Linked DNA regions of Mus musculus: region 1 is linked to region 2. Evidence: chromatin contacts called from public Hi-C data. All regions are on one chromosome and are shown on one strand. The core of a region is the stretch at or near the end of the contact, and the rest is flanking DNA. Distances in the headings are between cores, read along the strand shown.

Region 1 (6,787 bases), core at 2,165-4,664, 410 kb after region 2:
ATCCCTGATTCTTTGCCTTGCTCTAAAGATGTTCTCTTATGAGACTAATCAAAATAATTTTTCATTTCTGAGAATATATATTTTTATTTATTCTATATATTATATAGTATATACTACATACTATATATATTCTATATAATATATTGCCCAGTTATAGTATATATGGTATATATTATATTATATTATATATTTTATATAGTATATATTTTCCACATCATATTAGTATATAGTGTATATATATTTAATATATATAAAATATATCATAATATATGTAGTATATATAATATGATATAGAAAATATATACTATATATAAAATATAACATAATACATACAGCATATAGATAATGTATATATAATAAATATGCTATAAAGTATTATATAACATACTATATATACTATATATATTACCAAGCATTTCATTAAGCTCTCTTGAGAACTCCTTCTCTTGGCTGAAATTCCACCAGTCTCTTTTAATTATTTGTTAAAGCTCTATACAAAGTATATCTGTTTTCATTTGCTCCCCTCCACCCCCTCCCATGTATCCTCTCCACTCAGGCTGGTTTCCTCTCTTCTCAGTTCTCACTTCTTCTTCTTTATTGTTCATGTGCCACAACCATTTCAATTTTCTGCATCCATTAAGGTCTCCTGCACCCCTTGAGGATCCCCTACCTGTATTGTGATCTCCATGTACATCCACATACACGCACACACTTTTAAACTTTGGCTCTGAGCACAGGAAAACATGAGGTATTTGTCTCTCTGAGTCTGTCTGTCTTTTGGTTAGCAGGTCAAATTCATTGTTGTGAAATTGTAATGATTTTATTTTTCTTTACTGCTGTGTAAAATTCCATTGTAGGCCTGCTACAGGGAGGTGGGAGAGAGAAACAGGAGAGGCCTCAGAAGTTCACAGGTAGCCTGTGAGCTCACACAGTGGGGGTTGTGGGGAGAACAAGGCAGAAAGGATAGGAACAACACATGGACATGCACACACACATATGTGCGCACACTCTGGAATCCACAAAGATGAACAAGCACATATGACACAGACAGGAAAATGTCATTGCATACAACCACTTCATTTTCTGTAGCTATGCATCTGTTGATGAGCACCTAGCAGACTCTACAACAAGGCTTTTGTGAATGCAATACCCGCAGGACACACAAGTGTCTTGTAGTGTGTTGACTTCAGTCCTCTGTTCTCAATCCCGACAGGTGCACCAGGACCATTTGGTAGTTCTAGTTTCCGGTTTTTAAGAAACCTCCAAACCAATTTCCGTAATTGGTAGGCAAGCTTACACTCGCTCCAGCTAGTATATAAGGGTTCCTCTTTCCTCACATCGCGCCAGCATGCCCTGCCATTCATTTAACAAAGATGGTCATTCTGAACGGGATAAGATAGAGTCTTAAAGCCGTTTGAGTTTTCCCTGCTAAGAATGTTGAACACTGAGCTGGAGAGATGACACAGAGGTTGAGTGTATGTGAGAGCCAGCATCTGGTCATCAGGGATGGACCCAACAGAGATTTCACATTACCCAGTCTTTAGATTCCTCCGATGGAGACTTTGCTAGACTCAAAAACACCCCACTTGCAGTCAGTCCTCTCACCTATCTCTCTGCCTCCCTCCCAACCTCTCTCTCTCTCTCTCTCTCTCTCTCTCTCTCTCTCTCTCTCTCTCTCTCTCCTCCAGCAGTCCAGCAGAATTCTCTCATGCTGTTGGCTGCCGCTGCTTGTCACTCTGAGCTAGACTCTGCCTGGATCGGGGGCACGGGTCCTCCGTGCTAGCCCAGGCTTTAGTAAGGAGTTTATCAGGCCTCGAGGCTTATACATTTGGGGGCCTTTCCACCACGGCATCCAAACCCTCCCTTCTATCTGCAGTTGTGGAACTGAAGGCTCTTCATGCCAGCCTGAATCCCAGCAAGCTCGTACCAACCGACACAATCCCAGTAGGAAACACAGGCTCTGAGAAACAAAGCTCTCAGTCTCTTGACATCATCCGCCTTTTTCGATGTGCTGCTGTCAGCTTCACAATAGAAACACAGTTCTGGCCCTGTTCGAGGGGAAGGCAGGAGACCTTCTCCTTACCTGAAGAATCAATATGCAAATACCCATCAATTCCTCCACAGGAGCACTTTCTGTCTTGATTTGCTCCCAGTTCTCAGAACTAGCTCTTATGGGAGGTAAGGATGACAAGGGACCCAGTGCCTGTCAGTATGAAGGTCATTTGACACTTGAGAAGCAGAGTCTTTAGATAGAGGTATTCTGATCCTAGAATACCAGTGTAAGAGGGTCTGCAGGTGGAGTTGTGATTCCAACCCTGCCACCAGCAAACGTTCTTAATTGGCAACAGTTCTATGTCTCATTTTAGCAGATGGAGTTATTTTTGAACCATCCATTGGATTGTTGCAAGGATAAAAACCGAGCCTTAGATCTGCAAGCTGTATTTGTATGTGCACACGTGCACATGTGCTCATTCATTGCATGTTCATGTATGTGTACATGCAATGTATATGCATACTGTGCATATCAAGGCCAGAGGTCAACCTCAAGTGCCATCCCACAGAAACTGTTCACCTTATTTGTTTGCGGCAGAGTCTCTCACTGAGACCTAGGAATAGCAAATAAGGCTAGTGTGATGGTTTGTTTATACATGCTTGGCCCAGGGAGTTGTACTATTAGGAGGTGTGGTCTTGTTGGAGTGGGTGTTGCCTTAGTTGGAGTAGGTGAGGTTATTGTGGGAGAGGGCTTAAAACCCTCATCCTAGCTGCCTTGAAGTCAGTCTTCCACTAGCAGTCTTCAGATGAAGATGTAGAACTCTCAGCTCTGCCTGCACCATGCCTGCCTGGATGCTGCCATGCTCCCACCTTGATGATAATGGACTGAACCTCTGGACCTGTAAGCCAGCTCCAATTAAATGCTGTCATTATAAGACTTGCCTTGATTATGGTGTCTGTGCACAGCAGTAAAACCCTAAGACAGCTAGCCCATCTGGCCAGCAAGCCCAGAGGTCTGTCTGCCTCTGCCTCCCCAGTGCCGGGATTATACATATGTGGCAGTGCCCCCAGCTTACATAGCAAACACTTTACCACCTGAGCTGTCTCCTCAGTTCCTTTTATAATACTTTCTAAGAGTTTTAGAAATATAGAGGCTTCCTCTATAGGAAGTCCAAGGCGTTAGGCTTCATGCCCCCATTGGCTATGTAACTCAGCTTTGTGGGAGAGAACAGACTACAGACGAAAGCAGAGGAAGAAGATACTGGAGGTCTTCACCCTGCCAATCAATCGGCCTGTGTGACAAGGGTTAATAAAGGCTTCAACCCTGGGAAATCCCTTTCCTTAAGGAACAATAATAGCAGGGAAGCAGTGGCCTTAGTCCTGGGCTCACTGAGCTCAGTTCAACTGCTTCCTGGGTTGTTCCCTAGCTCAGTGCTCCCCCTACTGGCTAAGAACTAGATTTGCTCACATAGTGCTGCTGGTTGGACTCAGACAGACAGATCAAACCTCAAGTCACCCCAGGGCATGCTAGCCTCCCACTGTTGTCAATCCCAGTAAAGCCCACCCTGAGCTTGTCACCCAGGGTTCCCAATCCGGTCCACCCAGCTGAAGTCTTCGGCCAGAAGCTGGCTGATCTAAAGCAGCACGTGACTGTCCACAGAATAGCCATTCTTGCTTGTGGATCTTGTGAGGCAGAGGTGAGCAGGTACCTCCCGGGGGGTGTGTGGCCTGCAAAGTACAAGATTCTGCCGTCTGACTCTGTGCATCGAATGTTTATCTGGGGACTGGGAATGTAGATCAGTAATAGATTGCTTGCCTGGCATGTACAATATCCTGGGATTATTGATATCACACACACACACACACACACACGCACACGCACACGCACACGCTCGCACACACACACACACAGGCATCAGTTTTACCCACTTATTTTCCTTTTTTGAAAATAGATTCTTTTTTATAAAATGTATTCTAATTATAGTTTTCCTTACCCCAGCTCCTCCCAGTTCCTCCCCACCTCCCCTACTACCTGGATCCACATTTTTTTTTCTTTTCTTTTCTTTTCTTTTCTTTTCTTTTCTTTTTTTTTTTTTTTTTTTTTTTTTTTGGTTTTTTGAGACAGGGTATAGCCCTGGCTGTCCTGAAACTCACTTTGTAGACCAGGGTGGCATTCTTTCTGTCTCTCCTTAAAAAAAAAAAACAGGAATCTGAAGAAGAAGAATAAAATAAGATAAACCAAAAAACAAACAAGTCAGATTAGGACAAAGCAAACAAACAGAAAATTTTGTTTAAAAGCCATAGAAATATCAGGAGGAATACACACAGATGCAGAGACATACATGTACACACACAGGGATCAGGAGCACATATAGATGCAGACACACACACATGTGCACACACAGGAATCAGGAGCACATATAGATGTAGACACACACACACATGTGCACACACAGGAACCAGGAACACATATAGACACACATACATGCACACATGCTTGCTGATCTATGAAAGGATCAAGTTTAGCTCTTGGTACCACACTGAGAGGTTCACAACCACTGTAACTCCAGCTCCAGGGATCCAATTCATCCTTCTGATCTCCAAGGGCATCTGTTTACACATGTGGCATAAGCACACAAAAGCACACATACATGTACACATAAAGATAGATAACATATATAGACAGATGACACAGAGATGATACATAGATACATAGAAACATAGATACATAGTTGATACATTGATAAATAGATAGATACATAGATACATACATAGATAGATACATAGATATATAGATATATACATTATACATAGATATATAGATAAAAGATAGACACATACATATATAGATAATAGATAGATAGATGATAGATAGATAGATACATAGTTGATACATAGATAGATGATTGATAGATATATAGATAGATGATACATACATAATACATAAATATATAGATGATACATAGATAGATGATAGATACATAGATAGATACATTGGTGATACATAGATAGATAGATAGATAGATAGATAGATAGATAGATGCATAGATACACAGATGATACATAGATAGATAGATGACGATGATAGAAAGATAGGTAGGAGACAAATAATAAAATAATTTTCAGTTCAAGCATTAACAATTTGCCAACAATATCGGGTCAAAGTTCATGTCAAACAGCACTCCGTGAAAATGCAGTCAGCCAGATAAATGTGGTGGAAATTTTTAGAGAGTAAACTATTGGATTTCTTCAGTGAAGAAATAAGCATGGAGGAAATGGAAGAGAGAGTGGTGAGCTTTGCAGAGTGAAAGGCTTGTGAAGGATCTGGGAGCAAATGAAGCATCAAGATGAACCCAGACACTCAGAAAGGGCCATAGAGTTTGAGCACAGGTGGAGGCTTAGACACTGGGTGTTATTTCTACTGCTTTATTTCTGATAACAGCATTGCCAGCATATCTCTCTCTCTCTCTCTCTCTCTCTCTCTCTCTCTCTCTCTCTCTCTCTCTCTCTCTCTCTCTCTCCCTCTCCCCCTCCCCCTGCCCCTCTCCCTCTCCCCCCCCTCCCCACATATATATCATCTCCCTGTCTTTCTCCCTAGCCTGCCCCCATCTCAAAAGACTCGTTCTCCATTAAAGTTGATTTAATTGAGCTACTTATTAGATTCTCATTCTCTTCTTGGGTCTTGCAGCAAGAGAATACAGTGTGGTAGAAGCCAAAGGTTGATTGGTGTAGAGGAGGGGCTGTGACTTGAACTCAGGGCCCTGACTGTGCAAAGCAGGCTCTGTCTGTGCCCAGCTCCAAGGCTGATATTTAGTGAACCTGGATAAGGAGGATCTGAAATTCGCTATAGGTTTTCCCTCAAACTTTATGTTTAGAACTTTTTTATTATAGGATATTCTAATTTTTTTAACTATATGTTTAAAGTTCGTCATTTAAATAACCCTCCAGCCATGTTAGTTCATGCAAGAAACCCTAAATGAACACAGGTATCACCAAAAAAGGCATGGAAGAAGGGGGCCTTGTTAGAGTGAAGGGTTCACTGGAAGTAGGATGGAGAAATGATGGATGTGACGAAAATGTGTGTGTGTTCATGTGTGTGTGCATGTATGTGTAAATGTGTGTGCATGTATGTGTATGTGCTGTATGTGTGTATGTGAATACATGTGTAAGTCTGCACATGTGCATGTACATGTATGTGTGTGTGCAAGTGTGTGCATGTGTGTACATGTGTGTATATGTGTGTGAATGTGTGTTCATGTGTATGTGTGTATGCATGTGCATGTAGGTGTGTGTGCATGTGTGTGTGTGTGTGCTTGAAATTGTCAAAAAATCAATTTTTTAAAAGAGAAAATAAAAATATAAAAGATGTGGAGAAATTAAATCCCAGTTGTGCCGGCCATTTCTGTTTGTAAGGCCCACAGAGCACGTTGTAAAGCCCCGTGGAAACTGACTGAGGTACTAAGAGTTCAGAGACTGGAGTCACCCTTGCCTCGCACAGTGCAAGGCTGGGAGTCCACATCCCCACCTAAGCCAAGTGGGATCAGTCCGGTTCCTCATGTGCAGGAAGTGTTCAGGACCCCGTAGCTATCGCATGGGCTCTGAAACTGCATGTATGATTGCCATGAGCCTGGTTAACATGTGATCTCACTGAATCATTGTGAACAATGAGACATCAACTCATATCTCAGCACCCAGGAATGTGAAGCCAACAGCGGGGATTGTTTTCAGTGTCTACTTATGCTTCCCTGATGGTTTAGAAGCAACAGTCAATGCAGGGGCAATGGGATTGCTAATG
Region 2 (7,103 bases), core at 1,660-4,159:
TGAATATGTGTATGTATGTGTGTGTTGTATGTGTGTGTATGTATGTTGGTATGTGTGTATGTGTGTGTGCATATTATGTGTGTGTTGTGTGTAGATGTGTATTTATGTGTGTGTTGATATGTATGTGTATGTGTGTGCAGCATATGTGTGTATGTGTATGTATGTGTGTATATGTATGCATGTATGTGTGCATGTGTGTATATGTGTGTGTTGGTATGTGTATATGTGTGCGTGCATGTATCTGTGTATAGGTATGTATGTGCATGTGTGTGTGTATGTATGTGTACTATGCCTATAACTGTGATTTTGGAGGCTGAAGGTCATGTGGCTTTCTCTGTAGTGTTCCACTTTGTTTTTTGAGACAGGGTCTCTCACTGAGCCCAGATCCTGCTCTTTAGCTAGACATGCTTAATGGCAGGTTCACAGATTTGACTGTTCCCACTCCCCAGTGTGAGTTATTTTTCTGTTCCCACCCCTTTGCTAAGAAGAATGAGCCTGGGGTTACAGATGTATATCACTATGTCCAGTTTGCATCTTCAAGTCTTTCAGCTTTTAGATGTGTGGTCAACATCTACATGCATTTTTATAACCAAATTTAAATAGTGGAAATGTATTAGTTATTATATAAAAATTCCTTTTCCTTCTGTCATTAGTCAACATTCAACACATCCCTGCGGCCAGAGTATATGGGACTTTCTGGCCATTACTAGCCAGTGAAAAGTGGACCCCAGGTAAAGATCCTGTAGCTTTCCAACTGCAGTGCTGTCTATCTGGGCTGGACGTCAGATCCCAAAGGCTAAGGCCCAGCCCCATAAGACCTAACTCACTTCACATATCCACAGTAAGTAGTAACTTGGTATTTGTGTTTCTCCTCAGATGGATCTCAGTTGAGGTCTTTTGAGAAAGAAGGGGCATGTGCCCATGTTCTAGCTTTGAGAGACATTCCCGTTTACAGTGTCGGATATACCTGTTAGGAAAGCTCTCAGGACTCAGGGAAGCATGCTTACTGGGTTCTTATGTTGAGAAGAGTTAGAAGAAGAGATATGGATACACAGGTGGGCATGAAGATTTAATGGGCTATGGTCTGGAAAGGCGGCCCTGAGCTCAGGGGCCCCTTCCTGCTCGTGGACATGCCATCCATCTGGAAGGTCCATCCACGGTGCTGCTGAAAGGTTTTGTAGGGTTTAAATGTGTGGGCAATGTGACTGATCAGCCAGTCTCCAGGTCAGGCCCATTTCCCAGAAGCTGGGGGTGGGGTTGACAGATCTACACTTTGGCTGATTATCCCACCTGCTGTGATTCACTGAGAGTTACCTCAGGGGAGTGGAAGATGGGTCTACTGTTGATTAGATATCAGGAAAAGGGGAGGGAGCTCAGAATTGGGAATCTGTGTAAAAGAGCAATCGTGAACATGAACGCTGCGTCGTCGTCCCCCCCCCCTCCCCCACTCAGGAAGTGAGGAGTTCTGAGTCAGAAGATGCTAAACACACCTGATGCTTTTGGCTGTTCCATTATGTTTTCAGGGGAAACACGAATAGACATCTATTTGCACCAGACGGGGAACCTAAGGCAGATCAAAGAAGCTGGCCACCTCTCATCCTCAGGCAGGAAACTCAGATGATGCTGGTATTCAGCTTGTTCTCTCTCTTATATGCACATATACACACATACACACATGTCAACACACACATGCATCCACATATACACACATACACACACACATACACACATACCAACACACACACATACATACACTCAAGCCAGGCCCCCAGCCCACTTGGTGAACCGTTGAGTACATTAGGCCTATTTATGGGACCACGGGTGAGATGTTACTGATAGGAGTATGGCTAACTTTATGTCACCCATCATGGGTGACAACCCACAGAAGATATGTCACAAGTTCCACCTACAGCTGACCCTTCTACCACCAGCATACTCTAACATCCCTTTAAGATCAGAGAGAAGAATGGCTGGAATCCCTCATGAAGGTCCTAGCATCCTCCCTCCTACCTCTCTTCCTATAAGGTAGTATATTAGTGTTCTCTAAAGTAACACACACATACATACACATATACACATGTATATGTACATGTACACATATATGGTTTATGTTATAGATACTTTAACAGATGTTATATGTAACATCAAATAATATATACACTGTCAGTTTTGCTATATGATATATCTGTGATATACGTATGTCATATATATGTATATGGGGTATTCATTAGAGTGGTGTGCAGGTTGTGATCCAGGCATTACAACAATGGCTGTCTTGCATTGGAAAACCCAAGGATCTGGTGGCTGTTCAGTCCATAAGACTGGATGTCTCGGGTTGGGGAGTTGGCTCATTGGTTAAAAGCACTGACGGCTCTTCCAGAGGTCCTGAGTTCAATTCCCAGCACCCACATGGTGGCTCACAACCATCTCTAATAGGATCTGATGCCCTTTCCTGGTGTGTCTGAAGATAGTTACAGTGTACTTATTCATATACATAAAATAAATAAATATATTTTTAAAAACCCTCAAAAATAAAAATAAAAAATGACTGGATGTCTCCACAGTTCCAATCTGCTGCTGGAGTTCCAGGGGATTCCTAGGGAGCTGCTGGTCTTCTATCTACACTGGAATCCTGAAGATGTGGGCTGTCAGGCCAGCAAGGGACTGACTCAGCAGTAGGGATAGATGAACTTGTCAGTGAGACGAGCACACAGGCAAAAAAGAGCAAAAGCATTCTTCTTCCATGTCCTTTTATGTGGGCTGCCACCGGAAGGCATGGCCCAGATATAGGGTGGGTCTTCCCAATTCAAATGACCTAATCAAGAAATGTCCTTCACAGCTGTGCCCAGCTGTCTGGGTTTTAGTTAATTCCAGATGTAGCCAGGTTGGCAGCCATGATCAGCCACCACAGGCAGTGTTAAGTCTCACCACCATTCTCACAGGCTCAGCTGTCCCTCACTGTCTGTCACGATTCGTTGTCATGACGGGGGCTAAGCATCCAGGAACAAATGTCTGGCATGCCTGGAGGAAATCCCTTATTCCAACATGGGCTCAGGATCTCACATGACGTTGCTACAAATATGTCAGCTGAATTCTTGTTCTTTCCTTATTTGACTGGGAGAAGCTCAGTCATGTTCCTGGGACATTCATACTGGAGGGCAGTTAGAGTGTTTCACCATATAAACTGGTTAAAATTAACTGGGGGTTTCTACCCCATCTTAGATCACTTAGTTTCTAAATAAAAGATGCAAAACCTTTATAATAAGCCTTAAAAGCAGTAGAGCTGGGCAGGTATCAACCTTCTATGCTATTTTGTCTACTTCCCCATCAATAATCCCATGATATAACTTGCCACATTTTGCCTGGGTCACTCCTACTCCAATTAGCCATCCTTCATGGCCATATTCTCATGATACATCTACCCTAGGGCGTCTTCCTCTTCCTCCTCTCCTCTCCTCTGGTCTCTACCTCAGACCTCAAGCTAGGCAACTGAAGCCCCGCCTACCTCTCTTATGCCCAACTATAGGCTGTGGCATCTTTATTCAACCAATGGTATTAAATTAAGGAGCAAGTTTACATAGCATCACTTGGTTGTCCTTGAAGATGTCCTTGTCCCCGAGGAGCTCCTTGTAAAGGACAACCAGCATCATTACAATACGTAGTTACAGAGCAAACCTCAACAATAGGAAACATGCGTGTCTTCACCAGGTGCTAGCTGGACCACTCATCTCACGCCAGTGAGTAATCTAAGAGAGAATAAGGCCACGACAGTGTGTCTTACAGCTTAGCTTCACACATCACACTCCTGCTGTTTTTGCAGGGTACTAGGCCAGGCTGCATGTTGAGATTCAGTGGCAAGTGAAAGACACTCACATACTCACATACTCTGGCCACATAGCCTATAGCCCAGGCTCTAGCTCCATAGGGTCACTTAGGTGTGGCCTTGTTGGAGGAAGTGTGTCACTGGGGGGCGGGGCTTTGTGATTTCAAAAGCCCATGCCAGGCTGTGTCTGTTTGTGCCTGTTTCTCTCTGTCTCCCCCGCATCCCCCCAATCTCTCTTGATTGTGAATCAGGATATAGAACTCTCAGTTATGTCTTGAGTGCCATGTCTGCTTGCATGCCACTGCATTCCCCACCATGATGATAATAGGCTAACTTCTGACACTGTAAAACCAAATTTGTAAGAGTTTCCTTGGTCATGGCATCTCTCCACAGCAATAGAATAGTGACTAAGCAATGGACTCAGTAAGGTGAACAAGGACAAATTGTCAAAAAAAAAAAAAAGTTGTGCAAGAGACAAATGGCTGCTGAGTGTAACAGGAATTGCCAGCTTACATGGGGATGCCAATGAGACCAGTGAAATGTGTGACCTGGCGACAGTTCCATTGGAAGGTTGGAGAGGCAATGCTGATGGTGGGAAGTGGTAAGTGGCAGAGAAAGAGCAGGTGTGTGCGGCCGTGGAAACCAAGGCTGGAAGGGGCTTCAAGACAGTGTGTCAATTGTTCAAAGCTTCTGAGAGGTTAAGACAAGGAAAAGAATCTATCGGGTCACTGTGACCCTGATTGGCATATGCCAGTGGAGATGGACGGCAGTTTGGGAAGGGTAGAAGGGTCACTGTGGACGGAGGGTAAAGTCTAGAGACGGTGAGCATCCATCAATGGAAAGCTAGATGATTCACTAAGTGACCAGAAGGGCAGAAAAGGGTGTTGCCTAAAGCTTTTACTACTCATCTTTAAGCTCCGGGTGGACCTCGCTATCAGCCCTGCCTAGGTTCCCTGGGATCCACAGGTGAAACACACACACACACACACACACACACACACAAGCTTATTTTTCAACCTGCCTTATTGGCTCAGTTTCTAGGCTCTTCTAAGCCTTCCTCAGCTATCTCAAGCCCTTCTTTTCACTCCCAGCTCAGCACCCTAAATCTACCCTCAACTTTAGTTGATCGGTACCTTCTTGTTCAGCAACACAAAACTTCCCTATACTTAGTTGCATTGCTAATCTTCCCCCTGGGGAAGCAAACAGCCCATGGCTGCTCTGGGCTAGAGCTCACGTGGCTGGTCACCTTTTCTCCCTCCGAAGCACAGGGAAACCTCCCTTTCTCTTCCTTGGTCTCTCCCTCCCTCTGGGGAACCAGAAGTCCCGCCTCTTTCCTTCAGCTCAACAATTAGCCCCTGGCATCTTTATTGATTGATCAAGAACCAATTGGGGAACAGGACCTTAGCATCTGACCCACCCCTACAAAGGGACTTATAGCTGGGGCTTAGGCGTCTGCCTGCTGGAATACATTTGAAGATCAGCTTGTGGAACACAAGGAAAAATCTGTCCCCTAATTGAACATAGACCTTCTGTGCCAGCAGTGGTGGTGAGGAAGTTTTCTAGAGGAGCGCCTTGCCCAGTACCATCTCTCACAAACCCTCAATAAATACTTGAAAGGAGAGAGACTTGTTTGGCACATGTGTAGAAACAGCAGAGCTTTGCCCATGTAGCTTCTTTCACAAAACTAGACAAAGCCTGCAGACACGGGCTCTTGCTTTTGAGGGTCTTTAAAGTTGATCTTGGAAAAGGGCTTTTCTTGGTTTTAAGAGTCAGCATGGCTGCTGAGCACCTGTTTGAGACTTTTCAATTTTATTTGTGAGACCGCCTCGTTGCTGGTCTTGAATTCACCAAGTAACCAGGCCTTGAACCGATCCTGCTCCCAAGTGAGGACAATGAGAATCAGCCATTGTAGGAGGGACTTAGCCTAGCAGGCGCAGCCTCCTGTTCTAGCCAACCTAGAACCTGCCAGCATTGCTAAAAGACTGCTGATGCTTGACCAGGCAATGGAGCGAGCCAATGAGAAAGAGTCAGTACCACATCTGGCTACTTGAGAGCCAATGAGATGCTTGGGGGGAGGGGTATAATGGTTTGCTGAGTTCCAGCAATAAATGCGTCTGCTTTTGCCACTTGCCTGACTCCTAGAGTCTGTGTTGTGGACTCTGGGCCTTCTTACCCCCATCCCCAAGGCTCTTGGTCAGGGTCACACGCAACAAGCCATCACACCTGGCTTATACTACGCTGGGAATCGGACCCAGGTGTGATCCATAATTTAAATATCAACTTGACACACCCTGGATAGAGAGCCTCAGAGACATCATCTACATCGTGTTGGCCTGTGGGGGATTGTCTTGACTGCTTTCATTGATACAGCATTTCTCAACTTGGTCGTCGTGATCCCTTTGAGGGGTAAAACGCCCCTTTCACAGGGGTCACCCAAGACCTTCGGAAAACATAGATATTTACATTATGATTCATAACAGTAGCAAAATTACAGTTATGAAGTAGCAACGAAATAATTTTATGGCTGGGGGTCACCACAGCGTGAGGACCTGTATAGAAGGGTTGCAGCGATTAGGAATGTGGAAAGACCCATCTCCAGTGTGGGCAACACCTGCTGATAACATCGCAGATAAAAGGGCACAGAACAAGGCAAGTATTTTGCTTTATGATTATTTATTCTTCACTCGTGTGAGCCGGTTCACCCATCCTGTCAGTGATGCAGCTCACCCCTTCAGTGATATCAGAACCGGCCTCCACTCTGGATTGAGGAACTCTCAAGGGGTCCTCCGGGCTTTCGATGGCAGATTGGGACTGTTGAAGGCACCTTGCCTCTGTGGGCAAAGCTTGTGGATTACTGCATTCCTGATCTCTCCACTGTGAAATAGTCTACTCCGTTCTACTCTGACTATCATGGAAGCCAATTTAGTATATTCTCTTTTAACACATATATTCTTCTGTCAGTTCTGTTCCTCTTGAGAAGCCGATGAATACTTCAGACTTCGGCGCTCGCTTAGAAAGCATCCTACCAGCTGAGACCTGTCCTCAGTCTAGGACTTATTTCAAAGAATTCCTGTGAAAGACGAAAGTGCCCAGCGTTCTTCTGACATTTCTTCTGTTAAACAGGAATGAGTAATATCCCCGTGGTTAAGAAATGCCTGGCACCTGGGGATGAGACGCTCCCACCCACTGATGTCAAGGAGGCTCAAACGGTCCAGCCCATTCTCCTGTTGTCAAGCTGGTTCTTATTTATATCTGTGAGTTGGTGGCCTCTGGTTTGCTG

What was found. Hi-C and Micro-C count contacts between places; a contact is called where the count stands out from the background.
Region 1: a Hi-C map of muscle stem cells shows a contact between it and region 2, with 3 times the contacts expected there. The contact joins two enhancer-like sites. A contact is called at or near these places in 30 of 484 Hi-C or Micro-C datasets (the AML12 cell line, the C2C12 cell line, MC3T3-E1-derived osteoblasts and 21 more), 1 of 115 datasets of contacts at active chromatin or transcription factors (embryonic basal ganglia) and 1 of 9 other capture datasets (embryonic stem cells).

The regions. Positions count from the first base shown.
Region 1 is chr10:69,842,502-69,849,288 of GRCm38.p6, forward strand. All of the region lies in intron 7 of Ank3 (ankyrin 3, epithelial), which reads left to right. Among named protein-coding and RNA genes, the nearest start is that of Gm33416, 20 kb to the right of the region's middle. Within about 2 kb of position 3,415, at least 40 of the 459 cell types and tissues checked have an H3K27ac peak or open chromatin away from gene starts, as enhancers often do. A contact at or near this core is called in muscle stem cells, where this site is marked.
Region 2 is chr10:69,432,527-69,439,629 of GRCm38.p6, forward strand. No RefSeq gene overlaps it. Among named protein-coding and RNA genes, the nearest start is that of Cdk1, 83 kb to the left of the region's middle. Within about 2 kb of position 2,910, at least 2 of the 459 cell types and tissues checked have an H3K27ac peak or open chromatin away from gene starts, as enhancers often do. A contact at or near this core is called in muscle stem cells, where this site is marked.